Regions from separate parts of the Sus scrofa genome. Here all the other regions are linked to region 2. The links are chromatin contacts, called in public Hi-C and HiChIP or PLAC-seq maps. All regions are on one chromosome and are shown on one strand. Each heading gives the region's core, a stretch centred on a gene start, on an enhancer-like site or on the middle of the called end of the contact. The rest is flanking DNA. Distances are from core to core; before and after follow the strand shown. Region 1 holds the start of AKAP12 (A-kinase anchor protein 12). Region 2 overlaps AKAP12 (A-kinase anchor protein 12). Region 3 has its middle 19 kb from the start of AKAP12.

The links. A called contact is a pair of places that touch in the nucleus more often than the background predicts. HiChIP or PLAC-seq counts read pairs in DNA pulled down with a chosen protein or histone mark.
Region 1: an H3K27ac HiChIP or PLAC-seq map of skeletal muscle shows a contact between it and region 2, with 5 times the contacts expected there. The contact joins the promoter of AKAP12 here to the enhancer-like site in region 2. A contact is called at or near these places in 9 of 47 Hi-C or Micro-C datasets (embryonic fibroblasts, fetal skeletal muscle, heart right ventricle and 5 more) and 1 of 2 datasets of contacts at active chromatin or transcription factors (skeletal muscle).
Region 3: a contact with region 2 is called in a Hi-C map of skeletal muscle, with 5 times the contacts expected there. The contact joins two enhancer-like sites. A contact is called at or near these places in 7 of 47 Hi-C or Micro-C datasets (alveolar macrophages, fetal skeletal muscle, heart right ventricle and 4 more) and 1 of 2 datasets of contacts at active chromatin or transcription factors (skeletal muscle).

The regions. Positions count from the first base shown.
Region 1 is chr1:15,014,683-15,018,360 of Sscrofa11.1, forward strand. AKAP12 (A-kinase anchor protein 12) reads right to left here and starts at 2,334. Exons shown (of 6, transcript XM_001927265.7): 1 at 1,998-2,334. The coding sequence starts at 2,159.
Region 2 is chr1:14,928,334-14,931,932 of Sscrofa11.1, forward strand. The region is part of intron 2 of AKAP12 (A-kinase anchor protein 12); the gene reads right to left. Among named protein-coding and RNA genes, the nearest start is that of ZBTB2, 71 kb to the left of the region's middle. Within about 2 kb of position 1,723, at least 41 of the 83 cell types and tissues checked have an H3K27ac peak or open chromatin away from gene starts, as enhancers often do. A contact at or near this core is called in fetal skeletal muscle, mesenteric adipose tissue, omental adipose tissue and 3 more, where this site is marked.
Region 3 is chr1:15,033,682-15,037,436 of Sscrofa11.1, forward strand. No RefSeq gene overlaps it. Among named protein-coding and RNA genes, the nearest start is that of AKAP12, 19 kb to the left of the region's middle. Within about 2 kb of position 2,105, at least 29 of the 83 cell types and tissues checked have an H3K27ac peak or open chromatin away from gene starts, as enhancers often do. A contact at or near this core is called in retroperitoneal adipose tissue, skeletal muscle and subcutaneous adipose tissue, where this site is marked.

The DNA.
Region 1 (3,678 bases), core at 1,084-3,583, 87 kb after region 2:
TTACTCAGAGGTCAGGTGTTGGAGCTGAGCAGGGCGAAGAGAAGAGGCTAGAGCCATGTGCTGAATCATTCTTAATTAGAGAGTCCTTTTGCAAAGACTTAGGTCTTCAAAACCTGAGTCATAAATTTTGCTAGTTGAAATGAAAAAACTACACATTTCCCAAGATACATGTAGTGTATCGATTTGTCTCCAAATTGATAACTGGGCAGTATGCCAAAAAGTCCAATGATTTTCTGGATGTCATTTAAGTAATTTTTTATTTTTTTTAAGTAATTTTTTAAAAGGAGGTCTTTTGGCTGTTTTCAAGATGGTGGTGACTAGGAAAAAGGGAGCAGGATAAGGTTATGGAAGAAAAATACGGAGAACAGAATGGAAGGAATATTTTAAATAACAAACACATTGCTGTTTTCAGGGAAGGGAATAAGGACCAAACCTCAGTGTGATAAAAGCCACACTGTGCAAAAGCCAAGGGAAAAAAGTTCTCTGATTGCAAGCTTTTAGCAATTACACCTTAAAATTACTTTCATTACTGGACTCTAAATGCTAGTTATGCAGTTATTTTGACAGTAGTTGGCATCAAAAGTGATGTACAGTAAATATTAAAATGTAACTCTGACCTTAAAAAGGATAGGACATTCCTTAAGCAACTCTTAGAAAATCTCCATGTTCCAGGCACAGTTAGTACTTGGGAGCATCTACAGCTCTGGTGACTATGAGTTTTAGAAGCAGTTATGTTAACAACTAGAGGTAATCTAGTTAAGACCAGGACAGCTAAAAGGTCAAGGCAATGAGGTCATAATTCTGTAAAATTTACCTAGATTTCAGGGCTGCCCCCACCATTGTAAACATCTAGTCTTCCTGACATAATTCTTTTTTTTTTTTTTTCTTTTTCCTGAGATAACTTCTAAGGGTCCTCATAAACTCTGTATCTCCTCAAATTTGACCCTGGAGTTTTTAGGGTTTTTTTTCCTTTCTAAGTATCAAGTATGATTATCTACATCTTCCTATAAAAACATCACAAAATGGGTTGGGCGAAGTCTTGCTAATGAACACACATACTGGAAAAAAAATTTAAAATGCAACGATCTGAACAAATCACAATCTTGGCCTCTGTCATTGCCAAGGATAAATATTTAAGCCTTGAAGACTCACGGCTATAGAACGCAAAATGCCTAGGAGGTTCAGCACTGCCTCCATAGACCAGAGTACAGGGAATGCTTGCTTACGCCTCTGACCGCATCCTTTGAGAACTTCTAACTACTCCTCCAGTATTTGTTTATCCAACTGAGTCCACAGGCAATGAATTGAGCGCAAAGGAGGACGCTGCCGGGTTTGCGAAACCTGTCATTCCTTTTGCAAACGCAGCGTCGGCTCGGCTCAGGTTTTCGTTGGCCGCGAGCTAGCTACACCCCAGGCTTTCTCCGCATCAGAAAGGCGGTGTCTGCCCGAGCCGCTGCCGCAGGAGGGCTGGGTACCAAAGCCGGGTCGCTCCAGACAGAGCTGGTATCAAGGACCGTACGCAGCGGGGAACCCACGGGTGTCGGGTTCGCCGGGCTGCAACACCCGTCAAGGCCCAACGGCTGACTTTCTGCATCCGGGAGACGGGGCGGGGGCAGGGGGCTCCAGACGCTCGGCAGGGGGGGAGGTCAGTTCTCCGCGGGCTCCCGCACGCAGCTCGCCGGGGTAGGGCTGGGTCGCTCCCACCGGAAGAGCGTGGAGAAAGGCTCAGTTAGCCCCGGGTAGGGGGGGATTTTATTACTGCGGATGGCGCAGTCGCCTCCCCAGGAAGACCCACGACAAAGATGCAAGCCCCCCGCCGCGCTCGCCGCTGCTCTGGTCCCGCCCCGGCGCTAAAGACCCTGAAAAGCTTAGAAAGAAGCATTCCTGCTCCCGAGTTTGCAGATGGGCTGCATCGGCGAGGAAGTTCTCACAGGCGGAGATCTAGAGACGCCCCTCGCCCCCGCCTCCCCCGGGGCAGGTGGCCCGGCGCGCCCTACCTTGGTGGCGGGGTCCGCAGCGGCGATGCCTGGATCCCCCGGGGTGCCGGGCGCCGCCTCCGCCGCAGAGCCGCTACCGCTGGGCTCGGGCTCGGCCGGCGTCGCGCTCCCCGCCTCCGGCTGCTCGGGGCTCCGCTGCTCGGTGGAGCTGCCGGCGCCCATGGCTGGTCTGCGGTCCTCCCGCGCCTGGCTGCTCGGTTACGCCTTCCCCAAATCGCAGGGACGCGGAGAAGAGCCAGAAGCCGTGCCCCCGCGAGGTCCCGAGAGCGCTTTCCTCTCCCGCCGTCCTCCTCCGAACCCGCCCAGACTGCGAATGAAGGAGACGCGCTCGCGGCAAACTCCTTAAAAGAAAAAAAAAAAAAAAAAAAAAAAAAAGCCACCTCTTTGCCGCCTCCTCCTCCCCCTTGTTTTTCCCTCGCTTCATCACATGAGCACAGCCCCAGACACGCCTTGCAGCAGCATCTCCCCCCAGGCTGCTAGGACTCAAGGAGCAGCCAGAGCCTTGAGCCAAGGGCCAGGCGAGCAGCCCACCCCGACCCCCAGGGCACCTCCTGTTCCTAAGTGGGGATGCGAGCTGGGGGACCACCCAGGACCGCCTCCCCGAAGGTGAGGGGAGAGCGAGAAAGAAGGGAGGGCAGAAAACCCCCCGGGGAGATCGGATTCGCCAGGGGGTTATTAAATGATTGATGACTCCAGACAGGGCTTCTGCTGCAGCCGACTTTCAACTCGCCCAGAAGCCAACCCGGATCCCCGTTTGCTTTCCTTCACATTGTTTGCCTCTAAACGATTGTTCCTGCCTCCTCCCCAGTAGCAGGAGAAAGGCAAGCGCTCCTGGGCTCCTCCGGAGTCTGACCATATTAGGGCACCTCACGTGGCAGGAGCTGGGAACCGAGAGGTTAATGCAGTCAGACCACGGATGAGGTGGGCCAGGCGGCCCCACGCTCTCCTATCACCCGGAAAAGCGCTATCAGGTGATGCCATCGGCAACACCGGCTCCCTCCTTCCCCGGGGAATTTGGGGAAGTGAGGCTGTTACTGGAAAAGTGCTGGTCCTTAAGGGCCTGATGCCGGAGGCCCAGGCCACTTCTTCCCGGAGCCACGCAGAAACAGGATGACATAGAGAGTATTTCTCCATAGATAAAGGCTTTCAATAACATCGGCCTAAGTGGTTTGCCTTCTGTCCCTTCCTAAGCTTGAATATAATACCTGCTATATGAAAATAGCAAGTTCTCAATACATATTTGAACCAAATTACAATTTTAGCTGGATTCTCTGCGACATAGGCAAGAAGGTGATGGGGCTGAAAGGAAAATTATCCCAGTTCTCACAAATAGTTAGGCTCTCATGAAATCTGAAGAATGGTTTGCAATATTGCCTCTAGACATCAGATAAATATCCCAGACATCAGATAAATATCCCAGACCCAGATCTAGAACAATCTTGTGAATTGATGTCAACAGTGGTTCAACACTAGGATATTTTGTGCCTAATTAATTACAGGTTGTAAAAAGGCTCCTTGGGATCCAGAGGTTAGTTATCCAGCATAACATTTTTTTGGAATGTGTTATTTTTATGTGAAAGGGGTACATAAAGGCCACGTTCTCTGGCATCTATCCCTTAAGAAGCAGTATATTTGCCAAATGGTTGGTTTTCAGAATTTGTAAGCATTTCAGCCATTTCAG
Region 2 (3,599 bases), core at 473-2,972:
AAATGTTTACTTGCTATTAAGTTTCTGAGTGTAAGATTTCTGAAGATAATATGAGAAAAAGAAGGTTTATGGATGTATGGCTGGATCACTCTGCTGTACAGCAGAAGTTGACTCAACACTGTACATCCAGTATACTTTAAAAAGTTAAAAAAAAAATATTTTCTGCACACTTTCTTTTCACCAGGAAAATGTACCACATTTTGCTTCATTCTTCATATCAACATTGTAATAAAAATAAAACTGAGAAAGCAATCGATCTCATTACTTAACGTTGCCTTAAACAGCCGACAGCTCTTCCAACTGTTTCTGTTCCTTTATCAGCCCATTAGGATTATAGGAACCAATTTTTTCAAGCCTCCTCAAGTATTCCACGTTTGTTAACTCTTAAATTTCTGCTTAAAAGGACCACCCTCCCTTCCCATAAGAAACATGGCATATGATGAACTCATCAAAGAGCAGATATAATAAAGATTACACTGGACACAAAAAGCGCCCAGAAATAAAGTCATGCATGGTCATAGAGGCCCCACTCCCCAGCTGTAACACCCCCAAACCACACCCCCAGGCAGCCTCAGTCAGGGTTGGGCACTTCTTTATCTCACTCCTAGAAAAATGAATGATCTGAAAAAAAAATGAAAAATTTGGGGGTTTTAATTTTTAAATTTTGCGTAGTCTCATCATAGTTTCTAGGCTCCGTGTAAATTTTCACCTCAGGCAAAAGGTAGAAAGGCCAGTCCAGGAAACTTGGGGAAGGAATTTTAAGACAATCTCAAAGTAAACAAGCTAATCTATAGGAAGTGAGAGGTATTTTTAGTTTTGCTCAACTTTCACATTCATTAAAAATTCCAGAGGCGGATGAGGCTTTGCAGAAGCGATTAGATTGAGAACAATTTTAAGTCCAAGAAATTCTATATTGCACTTTGAAGAAAACACGTGTTTATTTGGAGAACAGCAATCTCAGATATTTAGAGAAGAGTTGGTCTAATAAAAATCTAAATTAGCAAATGAAGCTTAAATTTGATGGGGGGAAAAGGCAGAGAGGAGGAGAAAGCAGGCAGGTTCCTAAGATTTCCAGCTACAGTACAATTGCATGAAAAGATCAAATGACAAGCGGGAGGAGCTGAGAACTTTCCACAAGTTTGCTATCTGTAACTTACTAGCTAGAGGTAGGTATTAAACCTTATCACTTACACTCAGCCAGATTACTAGAAAGCAAGCTGAAGACCTTACTATTCACTGCCTGACCGCTGCTGACCTTAGTTACTGATTTTACAGTAACGATGGCTTCATAAAAACTACCGCTTAACACTTGAGTCCCCTAAATCGCCAAGTGTTCCTTCGTTGAAAGTTCCTAAGAAGCAGGTCAACAGCAGAATTTACCTCTTTTTTTTTTTTTTTTTTTTTTTAATCACCACAGCAAGCGATTTAGGTCTTCACAACCTATTTTCAAATTCAGTCCAATCTAACATGTGTCTCCTGGGCCGGCGCGGCTGCTTTCCTCTGCCCGGGGCAGGGGTGCGACCCTTCACAAAATGCATTCCAGGTCTCCCCTGGGCAAAGTCAGGAAGATTCCAGCACAGGCCAAGAGAAAACCAAAGAGAGAATGCTCTTCTGAGCCAAAAGGCAGCCCCGGGGGGAGAAAGAGATGCCCCATCCGGATGTCCAGCCGCCGCCCCGCAGCCTCTCCCAGCCCAAAGCAGGTGACTCCACCTGCCGTGGAGGGAGAACACTACAGACCTGGCTCCCGCCTTACCTGTGATGGTGACGATCCCCAGCATCCTGGACCGGCACCTCCCAGGCGGGAGCGACCGGGCCTCGCCCCCTCTGGCGCTTGGCTGAAGCCCAAGGGGGTCTTGCTAACCCGCTGCGGTCTCGCCGGGATCCGAAAGAACGAACCGCCCAGCCACCCCAGGAGGATCAGCAAGAACCAGAGTTGCCTTCGCAGCAGCAGCAAGAAGCGGACGGAGGATGCCTTTCCCCAGCTAATTATAGGAGGACCCACCCATCCACCCACCCATCCGGGCTGGGGGCCGGGGGCCGGGGCCGGGGCCGGGGGCCGGGGCCGGGGCCGGGGCTGGCCCGCCCTCCCGCGCTCCGGGACTTGGCACCGCGCTCGCGCGTCATGTGTTTCGTTTTAAAGGAGGGGAGCCCTCCCTGTGGCGGGTCTCTGTTACTGGTCAGTAAGGCTCTGCAGCGAGACCCAGGGAGGGTCTTTAAAAAGTTGCTGGGATGAATAAGACCAGAGTCAGCAGCATTTTATCTAAAGCGTTACTTCATTCCTGGCACCGAGTTACTTCTATATCTCAGCTTTTACTATTACTTAAAGGAAATAAACCGCACAGATATTAAAGTCTGTCATTAAAAAAAAAAAATACTGTTCTGTATCCTCGTGTTTGTTTAAAGGCTGATGAGGTGCAAAAATGCTCTTCCCTTTTTAGCACCTATAGTATTTTCACCATCTGCTACACACACACACACACACACACACACACACACACACAACTACACTGATCTGGGGGTTGGCAAGCCTCAGCTGTCCACTTTCCTGAACTTTTTGAGAAGGGCTGTTACAAGGCGAACTTTGTGTCTTCAGCACTTGATCAAGGCAGCAGCTATTTTTTGGGGGGGGGCCCTACCTGGGCATGTGGAAGTTTCTGGGCCAGGGATCTGACCCAAGCCACAGCAGTGACAACCGCAGAGCCACAAGGGAACTCCCAAGTTAACTTTTAAACAACTCAAATACTTGAGCATAATGTCCTTTTTAAAATTTTTTTAATGGTGTAATGTTAGCTAAACTTTTTTCCCCCTTTATTTTTGGCCGCCCTGCAGCATATGGAGTTCCTGGGCCAGGGATCAGATCCCCGTGCTGCAGCTGCAGCAACACTGAATCCTTTAACCCACTGTGTGGGCTAGGGATCGAACAGCCGATCGGGTTGTGCCACAGCAGGAGCTCCAAGCTAAACTTTTAGATCACACTATGCCATGTTCCAATGTAGAGACACAACTGACTCTCTAATATGTAAGCCACACACCATGAAAATCAGTCAGAACCAAAGTTCAAAATTCAGAATTTTTCAGGCAGCTCTAAATTCTTAAACACAGGATAAGTAAGTACTAAATTGGGGGCTCTTACAATTTTGACACAGTTTCACGTATCAATTTTCTATTAGCCAAGGCCATTTAGGCCCCCTACGTTTGTTTCTTTTTTTTTCATCCTTTTCCCCTTTATCACTTCATGCCTTGCCTGTCTGACCCCATTAACCAGGCTCTCCCTATAAGTAAACAAAAGAAAGATTTTACTATTGCTTTTTTCTTTAGACCATGAAGATCTTGTTCATTATTGCTCGGGAGAAGGGAGGAAGGAGGGGAGTTTGGGGTGGACCAGGGTGGACACAGGAAAAAGAAGGAAGAGGGGGGTAAGAATTTTCCAAAAAACGCTGAGCACAGCCTGGGCGGGGCGGGGCGGAGAGAATGGCACGTAGTTACTCCATATAACCACCAGGGGGCGGAACGCACCCTATCCGGCCTACCCTGAGCAAGGTTAACTGGCATCTTGCCAGCAATTAGATCTTGTTACAAAAATCAGCTTCAGCCTGTCC
Region 3 (3,755 bases), core at 855-3,354, 110 kb after region 2:
GTGTAGGTTGCAAATGTGGCTTGGATCCCATATTGCTCTGTCTGTGGTGTAGGCCAGCAGCTGTAGCTCTGATTCAACCCTTAGCTGGGAACTTCCATATGCTGCAGGTACAGCCCTAAAAAGCAAAAAAAAAAAAAAAAAAAAAAAAAAAAAAAAAAAAAAGAGGTACAAACTACTATGTATAAAATAGATAATCCACAAAATTATAGCGTACAACACAGAGAACAGAGCCAATATTCTATAATAACTTTAAATGGAGTATAATCTATAAAAATTACAGAATTACGATGTTGTACATCTGAAGATATAATGCTGTAAAGCAATGATAACAATTTTAAAATGCATTAAATGTATCAAAATGAATCAACAACTACTGCATTTTCAAGTGGAGTCGTCTTAGGATCCGGAAGAGGTTCCCTGGAGGTCCAGGAGGCGTCTGGAACAGCAGGTGCCAGGGACCAGGAAAGATAAAGAGCCCATGTGGAAGGGGTGACCTTGCAAAGGAGGCCAGGTTTATTCCATACAGATGGAACTGCAAAGCACGATCAATGCAGAAGCTAAAATCAATATTTGTAAAGGACACAATAGGTTGGCTTGAAGATGATTAAACTAGGTCTCAGATCCATGTGGAAATTTATAGGGTCCCATCTTTCCATTGAAAGGAATGATTTTAAACATCTCTGGCTTTTTTGTTTTTTTTGTGTGTGTGTTTTTGACTGCACCCGTGGCATATGCTGGATCCTTAACCCACTTCATCAGGCTGGGGATCAAACGATGCCTCAGCAGTGACCCGAGTGTCCTCAACCTGCACCACAGTGGGAACTCCAGATATCACTGGCTTTTAAATGTGAGATTTGGAGTTTCCGCTGTGATGCAGTGGGTTAAGAGTCTCACTGCAGCAGCTTGGATCACTGCTGAAGCTCAGGTTCGATCCCTGGCCCAGGAACTTTCATATGTAGGATGTGGTTATAAAAAGAAAAAAAAATGTGAAATTTCAATCATATTCAGTTTGAATTTAACCAAGACAATGATTCTAGGATATGACTTTTTTTAGGCACTGTGATCTTTGATAATAGGTGGCCCATGTCTTTATTCTTTTAGCAAAATTAAACAGTAGATCTCTTATGTGACTCTGTTATTTTAATTTATAAACATTGGGTCATGTTGCATCATTTCTCCCCCCAGGGTAGATAACAGTGAGGAGGAGGCCACTGTTCCTGCCCCCTCTGTGCGCGGCCTGTGGTCTGCCCTGGTCACCCATCCACCAAACGAGGCGTGTGCCTATGTGTGTGTCCAGGCTGCATTTCTCCAGGTGGAGACTGTTAACATATTGCGAAAGAATCAAGGGTTTCTAATTTCCACCCCCCTAAAATCTCATTTCTCGTCCTTCTCTGTCACCAAGCTCCCATGAATTCTCCACCTTAGCCATTCAGGCAACTCCTTCCAGTGCCCCAGACGATGGAGATGGCAGAGGCGCCACTGGAACCCTGGGTTTGCGCCGCTCCACGCGCTCCACGCGCTCCACGCGCTCCACGGAGAGCGCCCCTCCCCCACCCGGCAGATCCGCATTCTCTTCCTCTGTTGACTTTTTCTTTTATGCGAATGCTTCAATTGATTTGCGATTTAAAAATAAACAACCACGGAGCTTTGCTCAATGCCCTCCGAGACTGCCTTTCTTTCACAATCCAGTTTCTTGGAAGCACAGTTCTTAGCGCACATGGAGCGTCACCTTACCCTCCCCCACTCCTCAGCGCTCGGCCATGTGGCACTTGGCCCCACCAGGGCAGTGGGCTGCTCTCTGCGTGTCCTGGTTGTCAGCAGCCGAGACCAGCCCTCAGCCCCGATCGATCGTTGTCCCCATCCTGCCATTTGACACTTGGACCACTCCCCTTGGGGAGTCTCTTCCGCGGCTCCACGGTGCTAACTCTTCCCAGACTCTGCGTTCTGGTCTCCCCAGAGATGCTGTGGAACGTCCTTCTCTGTGGCTGCTCCTCCAGGCCCGCCCCAGGCCCTCTGCTGGTCTTTTCTCGCTTCATCTCACGCTCCATCTCTGTTCTGAACGGCGTGTCCATCCATAGCTTTTGTAGCCACATCCAGTCCGAATGTGTCCCTGAGCCGGGCTCTAGCTGTGATCCAGGACAGATATTCCAGCTGCCCTTCGTAGGTCAGCAACTGCAGGCGGACCTCCCAGATATTGCGGTCGGTTCCAGATCACAGCAATAAAGCAAGTCATGTGAATTCTTTGGCTCCCCAGTGCCTATAAAACTTATGTTTATGCTGTACTGTCTATTAAGTGTGCAATAGCATTATGTTTAAAAAAAAAAAAACCGCAATGTACACGCTTGAATTAAAAATACCTTATTGTGAAGCTGGTGGCCTAGTGGTTAAGGATCTGACATTGTCACTCCTGTGGCTTGGGTTACTGCTGTGGCACAAGTTCTATCCCTGATCTGGGAATTTCTGCGTGTCGTGGGCATGCTCCCTGCCATCACCGCCCAAAATCTATTGCTGCAAATATTAACCATCACCTGAGCCTTCGGTGAGTCATCATCTTTTCACAATAACATCTAAGATCACTGTTCACCGATCACTGTGACAAATATAATAATAATGAAAAATCTGAAACACTGTGAGAATTACCAAATGGAACAGAGACACAGAGTAAACAAATGCTGTTGGAAAAACGGTGCTGATAGACTTGCTCTACACAGGGTTGCCACAAACCTTCCTTTTGTACAAAACGAAATCTCTGCAAAGTGCCTTGAAACAACGTATGTCTGGACTTCAAAACAATCTCACTTCTCTTTCCTAAAAATTTACCTCTTCTCTTGTATTTCAGGTCTTGCTAGTTCCTCAAGCCAGAAATTGGCAAGAAATGGAAAATTCCACCATCTCCCCATCCCTTCATCCAGTAACCAAATTTGACTTCCATCTCCTGGAAGATTTTAGTTCTTTTTTGGGGGGATTATATATATATATATAAAACTCAATGAATTTTATTACATTTATAGTTGTACAATGACCATCACAATCCAATTTTAAAGCATTTCCATCCCACACCCCCAGTGCATCCCCCCACCCCCAAACTGTCTTCTTTGGAAACCGTAAGTTTTTCAAAGTCCATGAGTCAGCATCTGTTCTGCAAAGAAGTTCATTGTGTCCTTTTTTCAGATTCCACATGTCAGTGGAAGCATTGATGTTGGTGTCTCATTTATGGCTGACTTCACTTAGCATGATAATTTCTAGGTCCATCCACGTTGCTAAAAATGCCGTTACTTCATTCCTTTTAATGGCTGAGTCATATTCCATGGTGTATATGTACCACATCTTTTTTTTTTTTTTTTTTTGTCTTTTTGCTATTTTTTTGGGCCACTCCCGCGGCATATGGAGGTTCCCAGGCTAGGGGTCGAATCGGAGCTGTAGCCACTGGCCTACGCCAGAGCCACAGCAACGCGGGATCCGAGCCGTGTCTGCAACCTACACCACAGCTCACAGCAACGCCGGATCGTTAACCCACTGAGCAAGGGCAGGGACCGAACCCGAACCTCATGGTTCCTAGTCGGATTCGTTAACCACTGCGCCACGATGGGAACTCCTGTACCACATCTTCTTGATCCACTCCTCTATCGATGGACATTTAGGTTGTTTCCATGTCTTGGCTATTGCAAATAGTGCTGCAATGAACATGGTGTACATGTGTATTTTCAAGCCGTGGTTTTCTCTGGATAGATGCCCAGGAGGGGGACTGCTGGATT